2 separate regions of the Sus scrofa genome follow, and region 1 is linked to region 2. A link is a contact called in public promoter capture Hi-C data. All regions are on one chromosome and are shown on one strand. Each heading gives the region's core, a stretch centred on a gene start, on an enhancer-like site or on the middle of the called end of the contact. The rest is flanking DNA. Distances are from core to core; before and after follow the strand shown. Region 1 holds the start of TMEM59L (transmembrane protein 59 like). Region 2 holds the start of CRTC1 (CREB-regulated transcription coactivator 1).

Region 1 (4,677 bases), core at 2,118-4,617, 59 kb before region 2:
AGCAGGAGAAGAGCTCAGTAAACATTTGCAAAATAAAAAGATGGAGAATCCCAGTCCTTCTGAGTAGCAAGAAAACTCAGTCCCAGTGAATAATGGCATCTGGGGTCCCACCCAGGCCTTGACTTGCTGTGTGACCCAAGCTGGTAGTACCCTTCTCTGGTCCTTTACCTGTAGAAGGCTATGGATTGTTTGCCCAGCCCCACCCTGGAGCATGCCCTCTGCCTCCTGGGTGACCTCTACCTACTACCTTTGACTTTAAGGAATGAAACTTGAACTTTAGGTGCACTCTTCCCTGCCCTTGGTCCTCCAGGTGCCTTCCTTAACCCCTTCCTCCTCAGCCCCACCACCTCTTTGTGCAGGAAGGGGAACCAGCGTTGATGGAACTTCAGGCAAATATTGACCCAAGTCCTTGACAGTGGCTAGGAATGTACTGGGGGTACAGATGGAGGGAGGGGCTCCTCCTTAGTCTTTACACCTAAGGATTTACGTCATCATCGGGCAGGGGGGTGGGGGAGACCCTCCAGCTCAACTCCCTGCATAATTCTGGGGAGGAAACCAGGGAGAGGTGGTGGTAACAGCACCATCAGGTCCCATGTGAAGAGGGCACAGAGCTGCCTCTCCCATGCTGAGACCCCCATGGTCAGGGCTCTTCAGTATGGGATTAGCTGCCTTGTGTTCCAGGCCAGTGTTCCCAAGAAGCGGGGACAGTGAGGGTCTGGACATGAGCTTGGGGCAACAGAAAACCCAGGTTCAGGACCTGTGTGCAGGAGAAGGTAGGGCTTTATCATTTCTACCCCAGAGGATGAGCCTGGAGAGCTGGGATGCCTGGGTCTCAAGCTTTGTGCAGTCTGTACTTTAAAAATCCAGATCCCATATGAATTGGAGGTGAGATCTCAGGAGTGCAGAGGTGCCCATGTCCAAGTCAGGGCCAGTGTTCACAAGGTCACAGAGGCCTAAGTTCCCTACCCTTCCGCACCCTGGAGAAGAACTTCAGAAGTCTGGATTCCCCAGGAGGAGCCAGTTATATTGGGGGTGACAGATGTGCCCTTTCCCCTCCCCCCACCCACTGTTAGCAAAGCGCCGGGGCCGTGATGCCCTGCCTGCTCCCCAGCCTGTACCCGGCTTGGCGGTGGGGGTCAGCAGGGTCGTGGCGAGGGCGGCAAGGGACAAAGGGTGCTTGTCCGATGCCCGCGCTGACCTCGGCCGCCGCTTCCCGGACGCCTGGCCCGCCTCTGATTCACGCCCAGGAGGGCCGCAGCGCCCCACCTCCGCCCCCCGCACCCCCCCCCCCGCCGCCCCGGCCGGGCCGCCCCGGGGGGTAGGAAGTGGGGGGGGCGAGGGGCGGCGCCGAGTCAACTTTCCCTCTTAAGCCCCGAAGGAATGTCGGCGGATTTCCTGAAACCCGACCCCGGCCGCCCGCCGGCCCGCCGCCCCTCACCTGGACCTGCTCCCTCGGGAATGGCAGGAGGGGCGCGGGGGCTCACCTGGGGGGCCAGGGTCAAGTCCTCCTTCCGCTCCCGCCCCAGGCGGCCTCTTGCAGCGGAAAGGGGGGGTGGATGGGAGGCAATCAAACCCTCTCACTCCTCTCTTGCGACCTAGACCAGCGCCCGAACTCCCCCAACCTCAGTTTCCCCTTTAGCTTTTAAAGGGGAGCGGGTGTCCTTCCTTCCTGTTGCGCTTTAAGAGAAGCTTCTGAAGCCCGATTCTCCTGACGCCCCACCTTCCAGTCTTGTCAGAGGTCTGCTCGTCTCTTTTTGCTTCCCTTGTTTGCCATCTGGGCCGGCCGCCTTTGCCACCCTGAGCCTCAATTTCCTCATCTATAAATTAGGACAACCTACCAGTCCCTCCTTATAAGGTTTTTGCAAGAAAATGCTTGGGAAGTGTTTTGTTTGGAATGAATGAGAACAGTAATTGTGGAAGGCTTCAGTGCGCGGGGCTCTGGAATTGACATGTGTGGGCTTGAATTCTTGGCTCTGCCTGGATGTCCTGGGAACTAAGTTTCCCACCTGTGAAATGGGGTACAGTATTGGTCAAAACCAATGGCTATTTCCCAAGGCGCAGGCCTGGCGAGCGGTGGTTTATATGTGGGGTTCCCTGGCTCTCCCGCAAACCACAGACTGGAAGCCTTCCCCTCTCGGTTGCGGCAGCTTAGCCCGGGAGGGGCGGGGCGGGACGGGGGAGGGGCCGCACGGGGATCCAGATGTTCAGGGTCCGCCAGGCACAGCCGCGCCTGATTAAGCCACGTGGGGGCTGGCCGAGGCCGCTAAGATGAAAGAGCGGCGGCCGGCCAGGGGAGGTGGCGGGGGGCGCGCCAGCACCCCCCCCCCGCGTCCCCTCCTCCTCGTCCGGAACCTGCGGCGCCCTCTGACCCGCCGACCCCGCGTGGCTGCCGAACGGGTCTGCTGGGGCGGAGCGTGGATGGGAGTTGCGCAGGCGGCAGGCACCTGTGCAGGGCAAGCCAGCGATGGAGAGAGTGTCACTTTTGCAAGGACTCAGGCTTAAAGGGGCGCCCCTACTAACATGCATGCAGGAGAGGAAGCTAGGGGGAATCTCCTAACCCCAGATTCATAGGGCTGCACTGTGTCACCTTGGAGTGCGCAGTTGTGGAATCCAGAAGTGTTCCTGTTTGCCCCAAGTTTTCCCACGAGAATTAGAAATTTTAACAGCACTCAATCGTCCCTATCACCACTTCTGCGCCCCCTCCCACTCAGCCCCAGGCCGAGGGAACCCCACTCGGGGGGCCAGATCCCTTGGGTCTGTGGATCAGGGCTGGGCCAGTGGGAGGAGAGGCTGGGGTAACCCTGGAGGGCCTGGGAGAGCTTCCTAAAGGAGGCAAACTGCACACAAGGTACCCCCTCTCCGATCTGCGTATCAGAGGAGTTGATGCCACAGATCTTTCCGAAGGCCTTCTTTAATCCAGCCCTGAAACCCTCAGGACCCTCCACCTCCACTCTGGCGGGGCTCGGGCCAGCCCCACCGCCCTGCTGTTTTCTTTTCCAACAATCTCGTCCCCTCTTCGGGCCCTCGCTGTTCTGCGTCGATTGCCCTTCTCGCGGGGCCAGCTCTAATATCGCCTACTCCTAGAGGCCTTCCTTGATTTCCCCTGGCGAATAGATCTCTCTCCCATCCTATCACCCTATGTTTCCTTTTGGCCCCTAGCGATGGCTGAGATCCCCTCGTCCCTGGATGCGAGGGAGGTGTTATGACACTCTGGAGATGGGACAGACGGCAGGGGCCACGATCCACCTGCCTCGCCCTGCTAGCACCCAGACAGTGCCGCAGCGCTGCTCCCGCGCCCATTCTCCGCATCCTCCACCCCCCCTTCCCAGGCTGCCTCGCTCGGGTGACGTCAGCGACCCAATCCCCGCTGCCGCCGCATCCTCTGTGCCTGCCAGGAGCCGGCGTCCCCCGCGTTCCTTGCGCCCGGCCTGGCCATGGCTTCGGTCGTACTGATGCCGCTCCTGCTGCTGCTGCTGCAGCCTCCACCCGCCACCCCCGCGCCGCCTGTTCGCGACCCCTTCGCCCTGCAGCTCGGGGACACGCAGAGCTGCCAGCTGCGGTGCCGAGACCGCTACCCTAGTCCGCAGCCGGCTCAGGTGAAGCGCATGCGGCTCCAGCGAGAGGATCCGCGATCTCTCCGATGGGGGAGGGGTTAAGGATGCGGTTTCCTCCTTGGGGAGCGGGAGACAGGGGTTCCTCGGAGGGGGAAGGGGTCAGAGAAGAGGGGTTTTCCAATGGGGATGAGTCCCTCTGGTGGGGGAAGGGCTGGGGTTCATTCGAAGTGGCTGGGGGTCCTGCAGGGGGGAGGGGCAGTGGGGTGCCTCTGATACGGGAGGGTTTAGGGATGCGGGTCCTTCTGATGAATTCGGGGTTGTGGAAGACCCTCTAAGCCTGGATGCCACCTCCCGGTCTCTGGCTGTACTGTGCTGCGCAAGGACCCTCGCGGCGCCCAACCCCCACCTCCCTCAGGCCTGACAGTCCCCTTCTCCTCCCCCTCTACCCAAGCAGCTTCTACATCCTCCACCCTACCCCCCTCAGTTACCAGTACCCCTCCCAAGTCAGATCCCAATTTTCCCAGGCCTGAAGGATGACAAAATCTCCTCTGAGCACCCCCCACCCCCAGGCCTGACAATCCCTCCTCATTGAAGCCTTTGGGGGAGGAGGGAACAATTTCCCTCCCTCTTACTCAATTTTCCAACCTTTACCCAAACCCAATGATGACTTCCATTGTTTATTCCCCTTCCCAAGCCCCCCTCCCTCTCTCCTCCTCAGAGTTAAGAGGCCCTACTATTATTCTTAGCCTTCTCACCAACCTCACCCCAAATCTCCCTAGATTTGGGGGGGCATCAAATCTTTTATCTCCCCCCAAGAGCTTCCAGTGCTGATCTCCTGCTGCTCTTCCCCCTCCCCACCCCCGCTGGGGCTAAGCCCCACATCTCCGCTTTCAGGAGCTGGAGGAGGACCCCACTGAGTCCCCGCATGTGAATGCGTATGATAGGGCCGTGCTGATCAGTGCTTGTGAACGAGGCTGCCGCCTCTTCTCCATCTGCCGCTTCGTGGCCAGGAGCTCCAAGCCCAATGCCACCCAAGCAGAGTGTGAAGCAGGTGAGGGCTGGCTGGGTGAGCCAGAGTGGGGAGAGGTGGCCTGGGAAGGGCTGCCCCCACCCCTAGTCACCC
Region 2 (5,240 bases), core at 1,584-4,083:
GACAGTACCCCAGACACCGATGCCTTCAGGGAATGGGATGTTCCTGAGTCATGGGACACAGACCCAAGGGTACATTTCAGATATGGCCCTCTGTAGGGTCTCTCAGAGATGAGACCTGAAAGATGAGAAGGTGCTAGCCGTGAAAGGATCTGGGGGAAGAGCAGTCAAGAAAGGATCTGGGGGAAGATCAGTCCGGGCAGAAGCAACAGCACATGCAAAGATCTGGAGGCGGAATAACAAGGAAGCTGGAGTGGCTGGAGTGAGGGGCCAGGGTGTGTGCGGACCCTGGGGGGCCACTGTGAAGTGGGTGGATTTTTTTTTTTTTTCCTAAGTGTGATAGACAGCATGAGATCTGCCTCATTTTACAAAGACCATGAGCTGCTCCAGAGTCCTGCCCGGAATACACTGGGTAGCAGAAGCTGCCTTTGATGAAGAGAGAAAGTGAAAACATCAGGGCTGGGTTCTGCCTGGGTCACCAGACGCCTTGGCCTTACTCTCTTCAGGGCTGGGGGTCAGTGGAGCGGGACAAGGGCTTGGGTCACTGTCCGGCCATTTCGCAATAAACAGGCTTGTGGCTTCCTCTGACTCATCACCAGGGTTTAGGATGGATCGAGTTACCGCCGAGGTATGGGGTAAATGGGGGTGATTACAGCGGGCACTGGCCCCTTATCTCTGCCCTGTGGGCATGGCTCCTTGCTGTGACCCCTGCTATCCCCCCAATCTTTTCTCCTCCATTTTTATGTGCAGAAACCAGCTTAGTGGAGCCATATGTAAGTGATCCTCATGGACACTATATCAGGTTCTTAACCCGCCACCTGAGCCACAACAGGAACTCCTCCATAGAGGATGCAGGTTCAGTCCCTGGCCTCACTCAGTGGGTTAAGGATCTGGCGTTGCCACAAGCTGTGGCTTAGGCTGCAGATGCGGCTCGGATCTGGTATTGCTGTGGCGTAGGCCATCCAGGTGTGGCTGTAAAAAGAAAAAGAAAATCTCTGAGAGTTCTTTGGTGGCTCAGCGAGTTAAGGATTTGGCAATTCACTGCTGTGGCTCAGGTTGCTGCTGTGGTGTGGGTCTGATCCCTGGCCTCAGAACTTCTGCATGCCATAGGCATGGCCAGAAAAAAGAAAATCTATATGTGTCTATATAGTTAATGTGGACATTTCATTAAACTGTTGTAAAATGTAAATAAAAGCATGCTTAGAAAATGTTGGTGTCCCCCTACGATATCCATTAGCATTCCCTCCATCTATCTCTCATCGTGGTAAAAAGTGCGCTCGTTGTGCAATTAGAGCCACTCCAAATTCTCCTGGCTGTACCTCTTGACTTCTGTTCCGCCCATGTCCTGAAATCCCTGGAGCCTCCTGAATATAACCTTTTTTTTTTTTTTTTCTTTTTAGGGCCACACCTGCGGCATATGGAAGTTCCCAGGCCAGGGGTCAAATCGGAGCTTCAGCTGCCAGCCTACACCACAACCACAGCAACGCTGGATCCTTAACCCATTGAGCAAGGCCAGGGGTCAAACCTGCATCTTCACGGACTCTATGTCGGGTTCTTAACCTGCTGAGCGACAAGAGGAACTCCTAAACTTTTGATATTGGTGGTTGGGGAGGGACAACTAGGTATCAGAACCCCTCTGGTTTCCCTAGGTCACTCTCCTGTCATTGGGGAGACTCTGCTATTCCTTTCACAGCTTGGTCTGGGTGGGATTTCTGGACCCGTCCTTTAGCCCGCCATGGCAGACCGGCTTCCTTGAGCAAGATCAGGCTGGAGAAGTTCATCGAGAAGAGGCTGACTCTGTAGTTCCAGTTCTCTGAGCTTAAGGATCCAGAGAATAGGAACTGGATAGGGTATCAGCATAGGGAAAGACATCGGGATTTTGGACTGGGGACTGATCGCATCCCCTGAACCATGGTGGCATAGGCGTTTCCCTTTCCAACATCACTCTTCTGGCCCATCAGTGATTTCATTTTTTTTTTTTTTGTCTTTTCTAGGGCCGCTTCCCGCGGCATATGGAGGTTCCCAGGCTAGGGGTCTAATCGGAGCTGTAGCCGCTGGCTTACACCACAGCCACGGCAACGCCAGATCTAAGCCGCGTCTGCAATCTACACCACAGCTCACCGCAACGCCAGACCCTTAACCCACTGAGCAAGGCCAGAGATCGAACCCGCAACCTCATGGTTCCTTGTCGAATTTGTTTCCACCGCGCCACGACGGGAATTCCATGGTTTCATTTTTCATATTACATTGACCGCCATCTGAAAGGTTCATTTGTTGGTGGGTTGTTTTCCCCCCTCCCCGACCTGCGCATCCCATGAGGGCAGGGACCAAGTCGCCTTGCTCATGCCTTTTCTCCAGGATACTTGGCACATATAGGGTCTCAAATGAATAAATGCATGCCTGGATGAGCAACGCCCTAAACCAGTCTCCGAGATGAACTGGTCCGAGCCCAGGCTCATACTCGAGTGCTGCCTGGGGTGGGTGCTGGCTTCATCCTTATGACTTGGAAGGTGTTGAGTCCAGCAATCTCTCTACTGGGGGTTCCAGCCAGTCCCCGGACCTTTCTCAACAGCCAGGCGGCTGCTGTCCAGCGGGCCAGGAGGCGGCTCACTGCGCCTGCGCCGAAATCCCCACCCTCCCTCTCCCACCTCCCCTGTGCCCCCACAAGTGCAAAGCCGAGACGCGCGCATGCGCTGTCGCCCCCGCAACGCGCGCTACTTCCGAGCGCATGCGCCGCTCTCACGCCCGCCGACGCGCCTGCGCACTGCCCGCCGCCCGCGGGTCCGGCTGGCGCTTGCGTGGTGGCACCCGCGATTGGGGGGGCGAGGAGGTGGTGGAGGAGGAGGAGGAGGAGGAGGAGGCGGCGGCGGCGGCGGCGGCGGCGGCGGCGGCGGCGAGAAGATGGCGACTTCGAACAATCCGCGGAAATTCAGCGAGAAGATCGCGCTGCATAACCAGAAGCAAGCGGAGGAGACGGCGGCTTTCGAGGAGGTCATGAAGGACCTGAGCCTGACGCGGGCCGCACGGGTAAGGGGGTTGCCCGCGCCGACCCCTCAGGGCCGGAGAGGGAGGGAAGGGGCGCGTGTCCGCGTGCAGCGGGAAGGGGGGCGCGGGACGGGGGCGGGGCGCCGCGCGGCGGGGGCGGGGCTTGGCACGGCCCGAGGGGACAGGTGTCCCCACGCTCCGGGCGTCGTGGGCGGGACCGGTACCCCCACATCATCGATACCTGAAGGGGTACAGGTGGCCCTACAACGTTGTTACTTGAAGCGGGGACCAGGTTATTACTATATCATTGTTATTTGTAGGGGCAGGGACCTCTACATCATTACTACCTGGAGGGAACAGGTGCCACTACATCATTGTTACCTGAGGGGGGAAAGGTGTTCTCACATCAATGCTACCTGAGGTGGATAGATGCCCTGAGCTATGCCATGGTCTAGGGGAGACAGGCTGATACTGAGATGTGTGAACTTGGCGCTGCTTGCAAGCATCCCTGTTACCTTGGGAGGGGAGATAGGTGCTTCCATATCATTGGTATCTAAGGGGTGGCAGATGCCCACACATCACTGCTGCCTGAAGGGACAAGTGTCCCTACATAATTGTCACCTGTGCTCTCACACCCTGGGTCTTGGGAGAAGGACAGGAACCCCTCCTTGCAGACCTGAGATGGAATATGTATCTCTCCCTTTTGGAAACCTGAGGGCAAGATCTGGTGCCGTCCCCTGTGGGAACCTGAGGGGATTGGGAAGGCAGATTGGGCTCAGTCTTGGAGATTGGAGTGGAGCCCCTTCCCCATGCAACCTGTATGGTGGGGGCCAGGTGATGGACAAGAGACAGCTGGCCACAGATGGCCCCTGGCCCTTCAGGACCAGGGTGGAGAGTTAGTTCTTCCTCAGATGGCTGAGCGCATTTCATGTGCAGGGGCAGGCCAGGTTACCTGCTAACCTAACCTTGGAAGCTGCTGTAGGCCTGGAGCAGGGGCTTGTTTGTGGCTGGGGTGGGAGACCTGGCCTTCTTGTGGGCCCTAGCGTCTGGCAGCCGCCTCAAGGTGCCAAGCTCTTCAGCTCTTGGTGTCCTCTCTTGTGGAGTTTGTCTATCAAGCCCTTCCTCATGGGTCAGGGAGTGGAGCATGCTTTGCACAGGTGGCAGTAAGTCTCTGATCCTGCAGAGTGATGGGACCCCTGTGCTGCACCCTGGTGCCTTGGGGGAGGGTCGAGTGGGAGCTGCAAACACCCACTTCACTGGCTTTTGAATTTGGCCTCTGATCTGACTGTCCTAGGCAGACCTACCTCTGTGATGTGAGCCTTAGTCTCTGATTCCTCAGGTGGGATTTTTGGGTGATGTTATCTTTTATTAGTTGCTTGTTTCTCATTGAGGTCGTAACCTTAAGACCAGAATGTATATCTTCATTTCCATGTATTTGTTCAGCACATATTATTCGGATGCTTGTTGTTGGCCAGGTGCTACCTATCCCTGCTCTAGTAGCTCTTGGTCTCACTGAGGATGTGGTTGGTGAGTGAAGGAATAAATGAATGAATGAATGAAAGAGTGCAACTTGAGTGTCCCCTGTAAGTCAGGGCTTCTGAGAGCATCTTCAGCATGTAGCGGTGTTGTATGCAGTAGGTGTCAGATGTTTGTGGTATGACAGGGAGCAGGGGGTCACCCTAGGTTCATGGCAGTCTTCATGGTCGGAGGTCTGGTTTCTGCTTTAGGGTTGGAAATGAGTTGTTGAAAAGATTTCTTTAAAATAACATTATTGAGATATAATTCAAGTACCATATAATTCGCTTGTTTAAAGTGTATATAGTTCAGCGGGTTTTAGTACATTTACAGGGTGTGCAACCATCACCACTGTGTAATTCCAGAACATTTTCATCACTCTCCAAAGAAACTCCGAACCCATTAGCAGTCACTTTTCATTAACCTCTCCCCTAGTCCCTGGCAACCACCAGTTTTTCTGTCTTTATGGATTTACCTATTCAGGACATTTTATGTAAATGGAATCATACAAATGTTGCCTTTTGTGTCTGGCTTCTTTCACTCACCATAGTGTTTTCAAGGTTCATCCATGTTGTATGTATCAGGAAATTTCTTTCCTTTTTATAGCTGAGTAATATTCCTTTGCACATTTGTTTATCCATTCATTCATTTATGGATTTAGAGAAGATTTTTAAGATTAAGATTCGCAGAAAGCATTTCTCATGACCCTGATAACCACTCCCCATCTCTTTCCTCCCTCTGTT

Evidence for each region. Promoter capture Hi-C pulls out the DNA fragments that hold promoters and counts their contacts.
Region 1: a contact with region 2 is called in a promoter capture Hi-C map of fetal skeletal muscle, with 3 times the contacts expected there. The contact joins the promoter of TMEM59L here to the promoter of CRTC1 in region 2. A contact is called at or near these places in 1 of 5 promoter capture datasets (fetal skeletal muscle) and 4 of 47 Hi-C or Micro-C datasets (embryonic fibroblasts, liver, mesenteric adipose tissue and 1 more).

What each region holds. Positions count from the first base shown.
Region 1 is chr2:59,215,142-59,219,818 of Sscrofa11.1, reverse strand. It overlaps TMEM59L (transmembrane protein 59 like), which reads left to right and starts at 3,367. Exons shown (of 8, transcript NM_001243817.1): 1 at 3,367-3,596; 2 at 4,449-4,605. The coding sequence starts at 3,435.
Region 2 is chr2:59,154,789-59,160,028 of Sscrofa11.1, reverse strand. CRTC1 (CREB-regulated transcription coactivator 1) reads left to right here and starts at 2,833. Exons shown (of 17, transcript XM_003123525.4): 1 at 2,833-3,024. The coding sequence starts at 2,899.